Regions from separate parts of the Triticum aestivum genome. Here region 2 is linked to region 1. The links are chromatin contacts, called in public Hi-C maps. All regions are on one chromosome and are shown on one strand. Each heading gives the region's core, a stretch centred on a gene start, on an enhancer-like site or on the middle of the called end of the contact. The rest is flanking DNA. Distances are from core to core; before and after follow the strand shown.

Region 1 (2,700 bases), core at 185-2,684:
ATTCTCTTCCCGGGAGCAACTAGTTAACGAGCGCTCCTTCGGGAGCCTCGCAACGATCAGCGCCATTTGACGCGCTCTCAGCCATTCACCACGTGTCGCGCTCTGGACGATTCCTTCGAATTTTATTTTTTTATTTTTCCGCACGCGTTTTTGGTTTTTTAAACGTTTTTTGGGGTTTTTTTCGACGTTTTGGTTTTTCTCCGGTCTTTCTTAGCTTTTCGATCAAAAAATTCAAAAAAAAATCATGAAAAAACGCGTTTGTTTCGTGAAAGTCACGGTTTTTCTTCCGCGAGAGGCACGGTTGTGCTTTAGCGAGAGTCACGGCCGTGCCTCTCGGAAACGAAGAAAAACACGTTTTCTGTTTTTTTTTCTTTAGCGAGAGTCACGGTTTTGCTTTCGCGAGAGGCACGGTTGTGCTTTCGCGATAGTCACGACCGTGCCTCTCGGAAAGGGAAAAATAAAACGCGTTTTCGAGAGGCACGGGCGTGCCTCTTTCGGAAAGGAAAAAAAACCATGCTCCTGGTTCGGTTTTTTTGCCCGGTTTTTTTCGTGAAAAAAAGAATTCGTCAAAACCTATCAACATGGGATCTAGTTTTGATGAACTCGACGTGAGGAATCCAATGATGAAAACGGTTCGTGATTTGGACGCACGGTTTAAAAGATAAAACATTTTGAATAAACGAATCTAGAAAAAAGGAAAAACTTAACAGGTTGCGATTTGTCGCGACCTGGAAAAATAGAGTGTTGTTTGAAACAAGTACTCCTTAATTAGTGATTTTGTCTCTTCCCTCCCTGATTTTAACCGGGTGGCCCCAACTGCAAATGCTGGCCCAATTAACAAACCCCACATCAGCTTTTACGTAAAATCTAAACGTAACATTAGCGTATGTGTAGCATTGCTCTGTTTCTTGGATTTAAAAAGCTCTAATTGTTCTCTTGTGGCTAGGCGACGCCGGTCTTGGTTATGGGAGATCGGCAAGCACATGTACGTGCATTAAGACTGCTACGTGACGAGCCCAATTATGCGGAGGCCGAAAAACGGACGAGCGAAAGCCCGGGTCCGGGAGTTCCCACATGCTATGCTAATCTAAATCATGCACGGACCAATGACGCCATATATTGACCTAAAAAAAACAATGGCGCCATACGGCGCGAGTCGAGCCGAACCCCACTGGGATGCTTCCCGGTTACCGCCGCTCCTTGTCCGGTTGCAGTCTGGGATTCATCCACCGGAGTGGTTCCGTTTCCCGCGCCATGCCGTGCTGCTGCCGCCGCCTCGTGCCCCCCCCTCGCACTCTCTGGGCCACCTCACCACGTCCCGCTTCGATCTTCGATGGTGGTCAAAAAACCTAGCCAAACTATAAAAATAAAAAATAAATTAAAAAAAGGTGGGACATTTATCCCCGGCCTCACGCCCTTTTAATACCGCCACCTCCAGAGCTCAGCTCAGCTCATCACTCCCACACTCAACACTTCCGCCACCTTGGCCTCCTCCTCCACAGCTAGCTAGCAAAGCTGAGCTAGTAGAAGGTAGCCACCCACAACCGCAGGGCGACGATGGCGTCGACCGCCGCCTTCCTCCCGCTGCTGGCGCTCCTGCTGGTGGCGACGGCGCATTGCTCGCCGCTGCTGCCCCAGCGGTGCCCGCAGGCCGACCGGCAGGCGCTGCTCCGGGTGAAGCAGGCGCTGGGCAGCCCGGCGACGCTCAAGACGTGGTCGCCGGCGTCGGCGGACTGCTGCGCGTGGGACCACCTCACGTGCGACGAGGCCGGGCGCGTGAACAACGTCTTCATCGACGGCGCCGACGACGTGCGCGGCCAGATCCCGTCCGCGCTGGCGGGGCTGACGGCGCTCATGTCGCTCTCGCTCTTCCGCCTCCCGGGCCTCCAGGGCCCCATCCCGGCCTGCCTCACCTCCCTCTCCAAGCTCGAGTTCCTCACCGTCTCCCACACCAACGTCTCCGGCTCCATCCCGGACTCCCTGGCGCGCCTCCACAGCCTCGACTCCGTCGACCTCTCCAACAACAGGCTCACGGGCGCCATCCCCAACTCCTTCGCCGACATGCCCAACCTCCGGTCGCTGGACCTCCGCCGGAACCAGCTCACCGGCCGCATCCCGGCCAGCCTCGTGCAGGGGCAGTTCCGGTCGCTGGTGCTGTCCTACAACCAGCTGACGGGCCCGATCCCGCGCGACGACGCGCAGGACGAGATCAACACCGTGGATCTGTCGCACAACCAGCTGAGCGGCGACGCGTCCTTCCTCTTCTCCGAGGGGCGGCCCATCGGCAAGGTGGACCTGTCCTACAACAACCTCGACTTCGAGCTGAGCAGGCTCAAGTTCCCCAAGGAGCTGACGTACCTGGACCTGAGCCACAACCGCATCAGGGGCACCGTGCCCCGGTCGCTGGAGGCGCTGTCCACGCTGCTCACGCTGGACCTCAGCTACAACAACCTCTGCGGGCCGCTCCCCAAGCTGCACGGCGTCATGCGGCACGGCTGCAAGGCCTACGAGCACAACCTCTGCCACCGCGGGGCGCCGCTCGAGAGCAGCTGCCACCAGCTCTGAGCTCGCCGCCGGCGCCCGGCAGGCGTACGTTATATGAGTGGTGTGTTGGCGTTCTCGTGCGCATACGGACGCACGAAGGACGGTGCTTTGGGGCTTAGTAAACTCACTAGTGGAGTGGAGCACCGCGGTGGTGGC
Region 2 (2,700 bases), core at 148-2,647, 250 kb after region 1:
TGATCGTCGCCTTTTGTTTGCCTTTCCACACTATGTGATAATCAAATGTGACATGATGTTCATCCTATAACTCTTTAAGTATCTTCACAACACAAATGGTTGGATCTTTCTTAAGCATAGCTGCTGCCTTGTCAGCCACCCAAGTTTGACTTGTCATGCTAGTCACTTTTCCACTTGTTGAACTACAAATATGCTCTGTTTGATGCTTAACAACCTACAACAAAGAATGATACAGATCGAAAGTTTATTATAGTGACAAAAAATGAAGAAAGGAATATACAAAGCACAAAAAAAATTGACACTGCTTCTACAAGCTCTTAGGTTTCAACAAGTTTGCTCCACTGAGACGGAGGCTCGGAAATGGCAACATGGCGCGCTATCGATTGATGTAGGGAGAAGAAGACTTCGGCGACCCCTAACAATTTAGATGCGTTTTTCAACTCATGTAAAAGTATTTTTGTAAGTGTTTGCGCTACTTAATGTGTGGCCTCGGGCCCTTTGGCAAAAAGAAAAGATGATGCTTGTTAGATATCCCCACTTCGTCAACGTGATTTGTTGAGGAAAGAGTCGGTTTATTTTGCTAACTGAACGTAACTCAGATGGTTAGGTTTCATGTGGTGGAACCGGCCCATCTGGGTTCAAATCAGAGGCGGAGCTAGCATCGGATTATGCCTAGGGCTATGTACCTTAAATGATGCACTTTGATGATTCTTTTGGTACTTCCTAAGAAGAAATTACAAGGGTGATCATTACTAGACCTGCAGCTATAGCCCTATAGCTCTACTTACCATAGGCCGGTCTTCGCCCTGGTTCAAGTCCTAGACATGGCATTGGTGATGTGCCGTTTTATTCTTTCGGATATACTTATGGGGTAGGGTGTGCGTACATGCGTGCTTGCGTGTATAAAATCTTGAGCCGATTTTCAACATAAAGTATCAATAGCATCTCAGGTGCACCTTCTGGTTGCTGAGGGGTATAGGTATCAATAGCATCTCAGGTGCATCTGCTACAGCGTTTGAGGTAGGCTGTCGCTAGAAAATACCAGTTCCCTGAATCCCGGGTGATTTCTAGCGCAACTTGGCTTGAAAGGTGACATCTCGTCATCAAGGAGACAAGAACCAACAACGCTTCAGCTTGAAATTGCAAGACCGACGAACTTACTCCCATTGGCTGCATCACCGACATCATCGTTGCCCACTGATCACTTGAGACTAACCTTTCAGATACTATCATTTATTGACGCAAGTGTCGCCGGGTCCATGACGCGTTCTGCGTTCACACATACCAGCAGCAGCAGCAGATGCTGACCAGATAAGAAGATCACGCGGGGTGCAACGTAGACAAAGAGAGACCAGGCGAACGAAAGGCCCCGTGCGACATCAGCCGAGGACACGCAGGTCAAAGGCAACTCGAACTGGTCCAAACATCCAATGCCCCCGGACCTGCTGGCTGCTGTTGAGGTGTCTGCCAGAGGACGGCAGCTCCCTTTCGGTCGCAAATGCAGTATGAAATACCCGTGCCAACCAACGAGACTGCAACTTGCCGACCAGATCCAACCATTTTTCTGGCAATGCTTAATGAGTCATCCTTTGCTCCGTGCCTGTGCAAATGCCATAGATTCTTGACCGGCTATCAAGTCCAACTTTAGGTGTTCAAATCTACCAGTTCCGTTCATCACATGCACGGACCATTTCTGGCTAACAGACTGGAACAGGCTCTGGGCACTCGAAAAGTAAACCCAGCGTGCTCAGCTATCATAACATAGTTATAGATTATGTTGTCAAGCTTTGGTGATTGATGAATCTCTGCATAGATCCTCTACAATGATACTTGCAAAATAATACACCCTCCCAATACTTACAGAGAGTAATATATATAGACACATTTTGCATATGTCGCATGTTACAAAATACTTCCTCTGTAAAGAAATATAAAAGCGTTTAGATCAGTAGTGATCTAAATGCTCTTATATTTTTTTACGGAGGAAGTAAGTGTCATGGTTTTAGTTCAAAATTGTCTGTGCCACGGCACTTATTTTGGAACGGAGGGAGTACGTGATTTTATTAGGAATTAAGCTGTCAATTTTACTTTCACCCTTTCAGCTTCAGAATATACTATCAACCAAACAGATGAACAAAACATTATGGTCAACAGAAGAGAGGAAATGCATACATCCACAAACTTTTTCCTCTTTCTCTTGTACACTACCTTTCATCAAAGGCGTAGTACTTTTTGTGATGGTCTGGATCACACAATCTACGTACAAAATAAATCTTCAACAATCAACTAATGCTTCATCAGGATACCAAGCGGAAATTAGAGCGCAACAGAATACCCAGATGAACAAAAGAAATACTTGTCAACAAAACCAGGAAGCTACACAAGGTTGGTTTTCATCTGGAATTCACAACTTGCCTATTGCGGTATCATCTACTATTGGGTACTTGTTATCTGCAACGATCCGTCCTTCTGCAGCTTCAAGCTGAGGCTAGTGAACCGTTCTCTCGAATATTGTCTCGAGGCTTTCCTCCAGTCGGTTCCGGCCTTCATCATTGCCACAAACTCATCAAAGCTTATCTTGCCATCCTACAATTCATGAATCACAATGTTCATCATTTCAGTCAAGAGTCAAATGATAGCAATCAAAAGGATGAGAAACAAAACTAGCATGCTTTGCCAACCAGTTGGTGAGTTACCTTA

The links. Hi-C and Micro-C count contacts between places; a contact is called where the count stands out from the background.
Region 2: a Hi-C map of leaf shows a contact between it and region 1, with 5 times the contacts expected there. The contact joins the enhancer-like site here to the promoter of LOC123188210 in region 1. A contact is called at or near these places in 2 of 5 Hi-C or Micro-C datasets (both in leaf).

Annotation. Positions count from the first base shown.
Region 1 is chr2A:176,475,376-176,478,075 of IWGSC CS RefSeq v2.1, forward strand. LOC123188210 (polygalacturonase inhibitor 1) reads left to right here and starts at 1,435. Exons shown (of 1, transcript XM_044600247.1): 1 at 1,435-2,700. The coding sequence starts at 1,558. The coding sequence ends at 2,565.
Region 2 is chr2A:176,721,249-176,723,948 of IWGSC CS RefSeq v2.1, forward strand. It overlaps LOC123188211 (calcium-dependent protein kinase 20), which reads right to left. Exons shown (of 8, transcript XM_044600248.1): 7 at 2,697-2,700; 8 at 2,166-2,586. The coding sequence ends at 2,434. Among protein-coding and RNA genes, the nearest start is that of LOC123188211, 4.4 kb to the right of the region's middle. Within about 2 kb of position 1,398, at least 1 of the 8 cell types and tissues checked has an H3K27ac peak or open chromatin away from gene starts, as enhancers often do. A contact at or near this core is called in leaf, where this site is marked.